Regions from separate parts of the Mus musculus genome. Here region 2 is linked to region 1. A link is a contact called in public Micro-C data. All regions are on one chromosome and are shown on one strand. Each heading gives the region's core, a stretch centred on a gene start, on an enhancer-like site or on the middle of the called end of the contact. The rest is flanking DNA. Distances are from core to core; before and after follow the strand shown. Region 1 overlaps Soga1 (suppressor of glucose, autophagy associated 1). Region 2 overlaps Ndrg3 (N-myc downstream regulated gene 3).

Region 1 (5,053 bases), core at 311-2,810:
GGGGACAAGCTCAGCAAATCTGAGCAGGAGCGCTCTGTAGGGGAGCTGTCTCCAGGCTGCGAATGTTGGAGGGGGCTGCTGTGGCGGACATCTTCATACACTAATAACATCGCCCACACACAGAGGAAGGCTTTGCCGTTTCCCTCTGAGTCTCACCCTGGTGGGACAAATGGCTTTGCCATGTCTCCCTGGGTCCCACGGTCGCCAGGTATCTGTGACGTGACTGTACCCATTTCAAGAGTACACATAAGCTCAGGACCTGACTCACGAGGGCGTCCTCTGCCCTCACACCTGTACTTGGTAACAGGCTGCACACTCCTGTCTGGGCTCTGCTGGCTGCCACCCTCATTTGTTTTCTTCTTTCTTCCTAAGGACTCCCAGCCCCTGCTACCTGGCTCTAATGTGTTCCTCATACTCAAATTGGGTCTCCCCTCACAGCCACCCAGCCTGACTAACAGCGCTCTCACCAGCATCCCCAGGGGGCTGGCATCTGCTGTGTGCCTGGGGGCAAGTTGTTTCCCCACTCTGATCTGACAAATAGGAAGGTAGAAATGCTGTCTCTGCTTCTCTGGACTGGGCCCCTGGCCGCCTCCAGCACATCTTGGCTTCCGGGTGCCTTCCTTGCCATCTGTGGCCATGGGAGACAGGCATGCTGAAGGTCTCTGCTGGCCAGATGGCCAAGCAGGCCCAGAGGAGTTAGGTTTCTCTCCTAGGTATTAAGTAGCAGGCTTGCTCTTGCCCCCCAGGCTTCTGACCTTCTTGTTCCCATGGGTGCATTTCCACCCTCGCCTGGTGTGTGGAGACTCCTTGAGTTTCCCTGAGCCCTGCGCTCTTCCTCACCCTGTGGGTATCCATCTTCTTCCAGCGTTCCCCGCTGCCCCTCACTGCTCCCCAGGCCCAGCCGTCCCAGGAGCTCTGGCTCTCGGACCAGCCTCATAAGGATCAGCGTTCTAGATCCATGGGCAGTGAGTCTTGAGGCTGTATGTTTCTTTCCTGCCTCCCCATGATGAGGTCGAGGCTGAGAAAAATATGCTGGACCATTCCTGCGCCAGCGTATTATGTGACTGTGTGTACATCTCCCTGTGCAGGGCCTCTGGGACAAGGTGAGGCCCAGCTTTCAAGGGGTAGCAGTGGGGAATAAAGAATGTCTTCCACCCGTGGAAGCTGGTGCTCCTGGTAAGAACTGATAAATGTTTGGTTATCAGTAGCCGGGGCTCTCCCTTTTGTAGCAGGATGTGGAATGCTTATCTAGCCCCTTGGAGCCACGGTGAGGGACAGGAAGTGGTGCTTTGCTTACAGAGGCTTAGGAAGAGAACATTGGGTTCGGGGTCAGTCTTGTATGTAGAAAGGGGTCCATAGCACAGAGAGTCCCTGAAGACCTCCCCAGTATGGGTTTGGAGCCAGTGTCCCCTGCCACTATCCAGCTAGCTGGTGCTTCTTCCTGCAGATGGAGCTGAAGGCTGGGAAGGGTGCCAGTGAGAGGCCCGGGCCTGACTGGAAGGCTGCACTGCAGAGAGAGCGGGAGGAGCAGCAACACCTCCTGGCAGAGTCCTACAGCGCCGTCATGGAGCTGACGAGGCAGCTGCAGCTGAGCGAGCGCCACTGGAGCCAGGAGAAGCTGCAGCTGGTGGAGCGGCTGCAGGGAGAAAAGCAGCAGGTGGAGCAGCAGGTGAAGGAGCTGCAGAACCGCCTCAGTCAGGTGAGGAGGCTCTGGTGCAGTGATAGCTGGAGCCCAGGGCACAGGGGAAGCCGCCAGAGTCGGGCCCTTCCCTTCCCAGCACACCACATGGCAGCCTCGGTGATCGCATCTTACATCTTAGCAGTTGCAATAAGGAAGTGATCTTGTCTCACGAGTTCTCACTGAGCAGGTGTCGATCTTGTGCCCATTGGTGGGGCCTGTCGAGACCCAGGACCCAAAAGGGAAGAGCCAAGAGTGGTTTCCATAGGAAAGCGAGAGTCCTCAGACCAGAATGGGAAACCAAGACCTAAGTATTACAAAATCCTTATTCCGTCCGGCTCCCTCCCTTTGCTCTGCAGGTATACATCTGTGGAGAGATCTCTGTCTGGTTTGGTTTTCACTAATTGAGTCATTGTCTTCCGAGGAGAGCCTTGCTCGGTTTAACTGCTGTTTGACTCCCACTCATTCCGCGTGGACAGAGTCCAGGCTCCATGTTTGATTTGGAGCAGGTGACGTCACTCAGTTGGTACAGCACTGCCCTAGCACGCATGAAGCCCTGGGCTGGATTCCCAGCACCACAGGAACAATGTGTGGCAGCTCATGGCTGTCAGTTTTTGGTAGGTAAAGGCAGAAAGGTTAGAGGTTCAAGGTCATCACCCTCAGCTACTTAGTGAGTTTGAAGCCAGCCTGGTTTACATGAAACCTTGTCTCAAAAAACCAAACCAAACAAACACACCAGCAGAAAGCAGCCCTCTACTGTCCTGTGCACAGGTGTATATGTGAACAGTATTTACAATGCTGTAGTCACAGGCTCTCACATGGATAGAGAGTGAGAGAAAGAGAACTTCAGGGGGCTTTCCCCACTGTTCTCGTGTCTGTCTGTCTGTCTGTGTGCAGTGCGCAGACTCGCTTTGCTTCTTTCTTGCCAGTTCTTATGACTCTCCAGTCTTTGGACTCACCTAATCCCCCTGAGAGCCACCATCTTTGTCTTGTCAGCCCGCCATTTTAAACCCTCTCAGTCCTGTAAGGCCACTTCCCAGAAGAGAAGAACGAGCCAAAATGTCCTGTTAATGACAGGACAGAAACATGCCAGCTCCTCACATCTGTTGGATTTTTTTTTTTTAAAGATTTACTTGTTTTTATGTAGATGCGTGTTTTGCTTGCTTACTTACATGTACACACACCATATTCCTGTTCATATTCTCTGGCTAGTGTCAGATTTCTCAGTTATAGATGGTTGTGAGCTGCCGTGTGGGTCCTGGGAACTGAGCCTGAGTCCTCTGGAAACAAGTGCTTTTAACTGCTGAGCCATCTCTGTAGCCCTAACATCTGATAGATTCTTTTTTTTTTTTTTTTGGTTTTTTTTTTTTTGAGACAAGGTTTCTCTGTGTAGCTCTAAGTGTCCTGGAATTTGCTGTGTGTAGACCGGGCTGACTTCAAACTCACAGAGATCCTCCTGCCTCTGCCTCCCAAATGCTGGGATTGTAGGCATGCACCACCACTGCCCAACTTTTAATATCATTTTTTAATGATTTGGAAATCATTAACCAAATCAATGCCCTGCTGAATGAGGTGTGAGCACACCGCTGGGACCTGCCAGCTCGTGGGTGCTCGCTCTTGTGCTTAATTTCCCAGCAGCGCCCACCTATGGAATTTGCTGACTTCCTAGCTCGGCTCCTGCAACCTTTTGATGCTGATTTGTTTCCCTGCATTCAAGCCCAAGCTGCATCCTGTATTTCTTATTTTCTTCCTCCTTTTTCCCTTCCCCCTGTCCTTTCTTTCTTTGTTTGTTTGTTTTGAGACTACATATCTCAATATTTGGCCCAGACTAGCCTGGCATGCTCAGTTCTCCTGAGCTAGGATGACAGAGGTCAGCCCCAACATCTGTATAAGCTGTGCTCTAGATGAAACCAGCTTGGTCAAGCAACCAGCAGAGCAACAGATAGGAAGAGTATCTTTAGTCAGTGTTCTTCCCCACGAAGAGTCACCTTGACCATCGCAGCTCTTAAAAGGAAACATTTAATCGGGGCTGGTTGGCTGTTCCAGAGGTTTCCTCCCTTTTCGTCATGTTGAGCAGCTTGGTGGCCTGCAGGCAGACTTGGTGCTGGTGAGGTGGCTGAGAGTTCTACATCCAGATCCAAAGGCAGCACGAAGAGAGAGTGACAATGGGCCTGGCTTGAGCATTTGAAAGTTCAAATGCCCCGCCCCCCAGTGACACACTTCCTCCAATGAGGCCACGCCTCCTAATAGTGCCACTCCCTATAAGCCTATGGGTCTCATTTTTTTTTTTTTAAATATTTGTCTTTCTTTTTTTTTTTTTAATTTATTATATGTAAGTATAAGTACACTGTAGCTGTCTTCAGACACTCCAGAAGAGGGCATCAGATTTCATTATGGATGGTTGTGAGCTACCATGTGGTTGCTGGGATTTGAACTCGGGACTTTTGGAAGAGCAGTCCGTGCTCTTAACCACTGAGCCATCTCGCCAGCCCCTATGGGTCTCATTTTTATTCAAACTACCACAAAGGGGCTCCTAGCGCTAATCAAATCCCCTCTGATCTCTGGGCTTCCTCTACACAAGGAGGATGGCTGTTCAATCTTCTTATCTCTCAGGACAGCCAAGGGAATAAAAGAGCTAGCCACAAGAATGGTGCGTTGCTCCTAGGTCCCCCCCCTCCCCCCACTGGGCCTTGGCTTACATCTTCATCTGTGATTGCTGTTCATTCATGCTGAGATGACTTTTGTTGCTGCCCTCCCACCCCCATTCTGTTTGTCTTACATTGGGTTCCAAGTAAGCAGAGCTTGAGATGGGGGTTCAGGTGCAAACAGGTAGCCAGCCTGTCCTGGTGTTGCTTAGGACTTCATTGCACCTCTGGGAAATGGAAGGCAAAGCCTACTTGCTTTTTCAGAACTGAAAGGGTTTGGGGTGGGGGGAGCCTTACTAACACTGGGGAAGCTGGGGGGGCGGGGGGTGGGGAACTAGGGCGAGTCGTCCCCTGTGGGAGCGAAGTGGTGATGCGGCGCCCGTCATCTCAGCTGCTGTCTGAACTGCTCCACATCTGGGCCCTCCTTCTGTTGACTTTATCCTCTCACCTGCTACTTGGAAATAATCTCAGTTGTACTGGCTCCTATGTCTGCTATGAGGACTAATTGAGCTGATGAGCACATGCAAATGGGCCCCCTGGAATTGTGGTACTCCAGGGAACACCTCAGGACTCAGCAGGTTCGCAGCATGGTCCCCGAGTGAAATAGCTACTGCTTGTCTGCCGCCCTAGCTGTTCTGTGAACTGCCGTGCAGAGTAATGTAGCAACAGCTCCTGTTAACTCTATCAGCCAGGTCAGCAAGATGCCTGCCAGTAGCTGTTTGTATTACTG
Region 2 (5,201 bases), core at 245-2,744, 98 kb after region 1:
AGCCTGGGAAGCTCACCGAGGCCTTCAAGTACTTTTTGCAGGGAATGGGCTACAGTGAGTAGTATACGTTTTCTATTTATTATAAATGTATAGGTACTAGGGTAAGTTTACATCTAGGAGGCCACAGTTGTGAGGACATGCCCCGTGTGCTTGTCAGCCTTCAGGTAGAGAACAACAGAATACAGAGCGGTCGTCCATCTGTGCATGTGTTTAAGTTAGGCTGACAGCTAAATGTCCTCAGACTAAAACTGATTTTGTTGGTTTCTTTTCTTTTGTTCCTTGAGACTGGGTATCTGTGTAGCCCTAGCTGACCTGGAACTCTGACTCTGTAGACCAGGCTGGCCTCGAACTCAGTGATCCAGCTGCCTCTGCTTCCCAAGTGCTGGGATTAAAGGTATGTGCTACCATACTTGTCTTTAAGAAGTGGCACTGAGCACGCTGAGGCTCAAGAATGTTGAGCATGCCTCCTAGGGCAGCCAGTAAACAGCATAGCCATGGCTGACCCTTCAACGTCTTGACTCCAGGCTCACATCTTAACCACTGAGGCTTTGACTGCCTTAGCCGTGAGTCAGAGCATGCGGTACATCTGAACCCAGCAGATGTACTTCGTGCCCACAGAAACAAAGTAGAAACTCCAAGAAGAAAGAAGAGTGTCATTAGTAAAATCTGTTCTGCCAAGAGATGAGCTGGCAGTGTATGTCCACACATGTGTGTATGTCATGTGCTGCCGTGTTGGGTTCTAACCTCTCAGACCCCTGAGCTTTCTCATTTGTCACAGAAATTTATACTTCTCAAGGGTTTTAACCCCAGTACAGAACTCTACCTAGCAGACAGTATTTCCATCTTTGTCCATTGGATGGTGACCATTGAGAGCTGCCTCAGAAGTTGGGCCCTGGGTTCAGAACTGTAGTTGACAGGAAGATCATGTGTGTCTTGTCTAGAGTGGCTATGTTGTCCCCGTCTGTGAGCTGCTACCAACCGAGCCCACACACAGCCCTCTGGCTCATCAGGAGGAAGAGTCCCCTCCTTGCCTGTTCTCATCCTTTCCCAAAAATACTGACGATGCAGCTGGGTCCTAGTCCAGGGTAGGGTGACTGTATAGGATGAGGGTGGAATAGGTTCCCTGGTCTGTTGAGAGTCGTGGCATTAAAGTGCTTACATCAGACTCTTCTCTGGGACCTTGACAGAAACGTTCATTCCTGGCCAAATATCCTGTTAGCATCATCTAGGCAGCCAAGGTTGTCACTTAGTCCTTGTGGGTCACTAACCTGCCTTTTCCTGTGTCCATCCTGCTTCCAGTCCCGTATGTGCAGCTCAGTCACCTCAGCAGCGAGTCAGGTACCTTCTTGTGCTGGCCCTGCCCGCCTCCCAACTCTGCTCTTCCTGCTGCATTGGCTGCCTGCCGCATGTCCGCGGTTTCCCTGTACAGTGAGAGCCCGATAGAACAGGGCTCAGTGTGTTCTGAGTTAACCCGACAGAGCAGGCCTACTCCCTGGAAGAAAAGAGGATTCCATAGAACTGCCCAGGCAGCCTCTCCCCCTCAGCCAGGGTGACAGCCCCAGCAAAAGCTCAGCAGGGAGGGCCCCTCTCTCACTGCCACCACAACCACCTGTTTGCTAATCCTTGACGAGGAAGACTAGCATCTGTGAGCAGATAATGGTATCCTTTGATCCCAGTAACGAACAGACAACAGGGAAATGACTGATGATCTAGAATAATAGATAGTGAGTCATTTCCAGTAAGGCCCTGTGCAGGCCGTGCTAATACTGAAAGGATCTTACGGTCAAAGTAGTAACAGTAGCAAAAAAGGAGTCTAAATTAAACATCCCTAGAGTCCCTCCCCTCTCAGTCCCTGAACCCAACCACCTCTACCTCATCCCTGTGTAGAGATCAGCTCCAAAACACCTTCTCTCCCCTCTCCCCATCCGTGTCTCCCACCCAGAGGGCAACAGTAGCCTGTGGACACGGATGGTAGTCTTGTTGTATCGGGCTTGCACTGTGTTTGTGAAATACCTTCCTACTTGTGTGGTTTGTTGTTCTTTCTTTGGTTTAGTCTTGCATGCACTGCAGGTTTTGGTGACCAGTGTCTGTTCCCAAAGCCACCTCCTAATCACTGTATGAATGGCGTGGGCACAGCTAAGAGGCTCTACTCTGTAGGGTTTCCCATCCCACTCTAAAGGAGACTCTGAGGAGAATACAGATGCAGAGGGTCAAGGCAGCCTTACATACAGTCACTCAGCTGCAGCAGAGAGTGCAGAGTGGGGGGACCTTATGTCACCCTGGGCACCATCTTAGGGGGGCTGGGAAAGGGAACATCTTTGCTGAACCTTGTAGAGTATCTGAGCTCCACCAGGCTCCTCCTCCTGACCTCTTGGTTCTTTGTTACAGTACCATCTGCCAGCATGACCCGGCTCGCCCGATCACGAACCCACTCCACCTCAAGTAGCATTGGCTCTGGAGAAAGTCCCTTTAGCAGGTCTGTGACCAGCAATCAGTCAGATGGAACTCAAGAATCCTGTGAGTCCCCTGATGTCCTGGACAGACACCAGACCATGGAAGTGTCTTGCTAAGCAGATCTCCTCCCCTGGACCATGCAAGTCCCTCTCCTTGAAATGACCACTCCGTAATAGAACATTTCATTCCGTCAGCTGGCCCCCACTTCCTTTCACTCACGCATGGCCACAGCATCTCTCTCTAGTAGCCGAGAGTGTCATTCTCTCCACCCTTTCTGTGTGTACCAGAGCCACACCCATGCCATTACTGTAACATTCCAACATCTCCATCTGACCTGACCTCCATATCTTCTCTTGCCAGCCTTTCCCTATGCTCCCTCAAATATGTATCTGATGAGATTCTTTAATTCCCAACTCCATGTGTGTGCGAGCACGCGTGTCTGTGTCTGTGTGTGCATACTTCTGTGACTTTAGACATGCTTTCTTGTAGTGCTTCTGCAAAGGGACTTTTTTTGAATCCTCAGTGGCATTTTTTTAAGGGAAATATGCAGAGTGGATATCTGGGTGGGTTGGGCCACAAGATTGGATTTTGGTTCCACTTGGACAACAAACAGTATTTGCAGAGTGATTTCAGGAGAGAGCAGGTCTGAGGAATATGCAAAACTGTAGTTACTGTGTGGGCCATTGACTGCCTTGACCAGTAGAAGGGATAACTATTACACAGATAGGCAGGCAGGGTGGCAGTCACCTCCCCTGTCCACGTGGATCCATCCCTGCCATTGTGTGAGTCAGAGGGATAGATCTGAAGCCTGTGAATGATGTCTGGTACACCACAGTGTTTTCTCCAGAGAACTGGCCTAAGCTCTAGATTAGCCAAGAAAGCTGGAAAACAGAGCGCCAGGCTTCACTCTGCAGAGAGAAAGTGCTCTGTCCCTGTAGCGTCTGATTCCACTTACCAGACACCCACGCATCTGCAGGATGTCTGATGCAGAGCGGTTCTCCATCCCTCAGTTCCAGAAAAAATGGAGTGATATTTAAAAATGCCATCGATGGTGGGGATCTTACTGGGGAAGAGGAAGGACCATTAGCACACCATCATGATGTCAGATGACAAAATGGAAGCCAAGACACCTTGAAGGTGACTTTCTAGGAAGGTCTTAAGCATGTAATGTCCCTTTATCAGAGGGAAGGGGACAAACTCAGGGCAGCCCTGTCCAGGTAGAAATATTTTTGCCCCCCTGTCTGATGTTGATGAGGGGTCATACCAGCCAGGGAGACCCTCTGGGAGGAAGCTGCCACACACAAGGACTCTGGAAGTATCCAGATGTGAGCCCAGCCAGGGTCCTATGGTTCCAAATCTGAAGAAAAGGTTTTTCACACACTCCTTGCTTTCTGCTAAGATAAGAAAGGCGTCACTCTGCCAGAGTGTGACTTTTTACAGATTAAATAAAGCTGTATATGTCTCATTGTTACCCGGCTGCTGGTGTTATTTCTCCAAAGCGACTCTCCAAGGCTTGGGTGGGTGGGTTTCTTTCACTGGTTCTAGGCTGTGCCTTTTCTTACCTGTGATTACTTATCCTGTTCAGTGGCTCTTAGAAGAGGGAGGAATGGGCACTTTAGAATAAATAGTGTGTTTGAGATCTTAGAGCCAGTGAAGGGAGACCTGCTGAACTCCCATCTGCATGACATGTCCTGCTCCCTTCAAAACTCCCAAGAAGCTGGGCAGTGCTGTTTGTGAAGAGAAGGAGCCGGAACCCGAGGTAGCTAATCCATTTCTTATGTCCCACCATCTCTGGAATTCCTGGTCCAACTGCCATGTGATAATTTATAAACACTTTCCTGGGTTCCTGTTAAGATACAGGCTATAATTCTCCAGCAGCTGCTATGCCCCGTCCTCTAAGGAAAAGTTTTAGGAAGTCACATCTCGTATGGGGTAGAAAGAATGGTCCACTCTGAGAATGGAGGTGGGCTTTGCTTATCTCAGGAGGGGAGCTGGTGGTTATGACAGGTTTCTAAGGTTCCATAGAAACACAGTCTGCTCGCCCCATCTGATTGCCTCCTGGAGACTTACATTCTTCTATCCAACATGCCCTCATACGCCTGCTGGTCCTACTGGACTCCCCACTTGCCATACAGACTGATGGCCCAGGACCACAGGCTTCTAACCTGACTGAAGAGAGAACTCTGGATCGCCCTCCCAAGGCACTGCCAGCTGCTGCATCTACAGCTGCTCTCTCAGGAGATCCTTAGTGGGAAAAGGAATGGCGCTAGGAACAGATATGAATGGGCCCTTTGGATCAGGTCCAAGCTCTAGAACAAGACAAAAGAGCCGACAAAATCCCAGAAGACAAGACAGCCCTCCCAGCCCTGCACTGTCTCACCTCTGCCTGAGCTGCAGCTTATCCTCCACACGAGGTCATTGCAGTGAAAAGGGGGTTAGAGAGAAGCAGGGCAGCCTGGGTGCTGTGCAGTTTCTGCTGCCTTTCCCCAGCACTCTGCCCATCCTCTCACCGGGACACCACAGACAGCGTCTAAGCACAGAGAATGTTGCTCAGATGTAGGCCAAGTGATCTGATCTCTTGTGCAAATGTGGCCAGCACATGTTTGTCTTCAGCCTCACTGCCACTCCCTGGGCCACATCTTCCCCAGTAGTTACCATGCCTTGGCCAGAACAGGAAGAGAATGTTGCAGAGTCCTGGAGAGATGTCGAGCAAAGAGCAGGTCCGCTGTGGCCCAAGGGTCCTAAAG

What was found. Hi-C and Micro-C count contacts between places; a contact is called where the count stands out from the background.
Region 2: a Micro-C map of the G1E-ER4 cell line shows a contact between it and region 1, with 2.3 times the contacts expected there. The contact joins two enhancer-like sites. A contact is called at or near these places in 1 of 39 promoter capture datasets (the C10 cell line), 6 of 484 Hi-C or Micro-C datasets (the AML12 cell line, the C2C12 cell line, the G1E-ER4 cell line and 2 more), 5 of 115 datasets of contacts at active chromatin or transcription factors (double positive thymocytes, embryonic stem cells and oligodendrocyte precursor cells) and 4 of 9 other capture datasets (adipose tissue, embryonic stem cells, liver and 1 more).

What each region holds. Positions count from the first base shown.
Region 1 is chr2:157,024,033-157,029,085 of GRCm38.p6, reverse strand. It overlaps Soga1 (suppressor of glucose, autophagy associated 1), which reads left to right. Exons shown (of 15, transcript NM_001164663.1): 11 at 1,448-1,699. Among named protein-coding and RNA genes, the nearest start is that of Dsn1, 19 kb to the right of the region's middle. Within about 2 kb of position 1,560, at least 36 of the 459 cell types and tissues checked have an H3K27ac peak or open chromatin away from gene starts, as enhancers often do. A contact at or near this core is called in the G1E-ER4 cell line, where this site is marked.
Region 2 is chr2:156,926,069-156,931,269 of GRCm38.p6, reverse strand. Ndrg3 (N-myc downstream regulated gene 3) reads left to right here. Exons shown (of 16, transcript NM_013865.2): 15 at 3-54; 16 at 2,389-3,928. The coding sequence ends at 2,570. Among named protein-coding and RNA genes, the nearest start is that of Sla2, 41 kb to the right of the region's middle. Within about 2 kb of position 1,494, at least 25 of the 459 cell types and tissues checked have an H3K27ac peak or open chromatin away from gene starts, as enhancers often do. A contact at or near this core is called in the G1E-ER4 cell line, where this site is marked.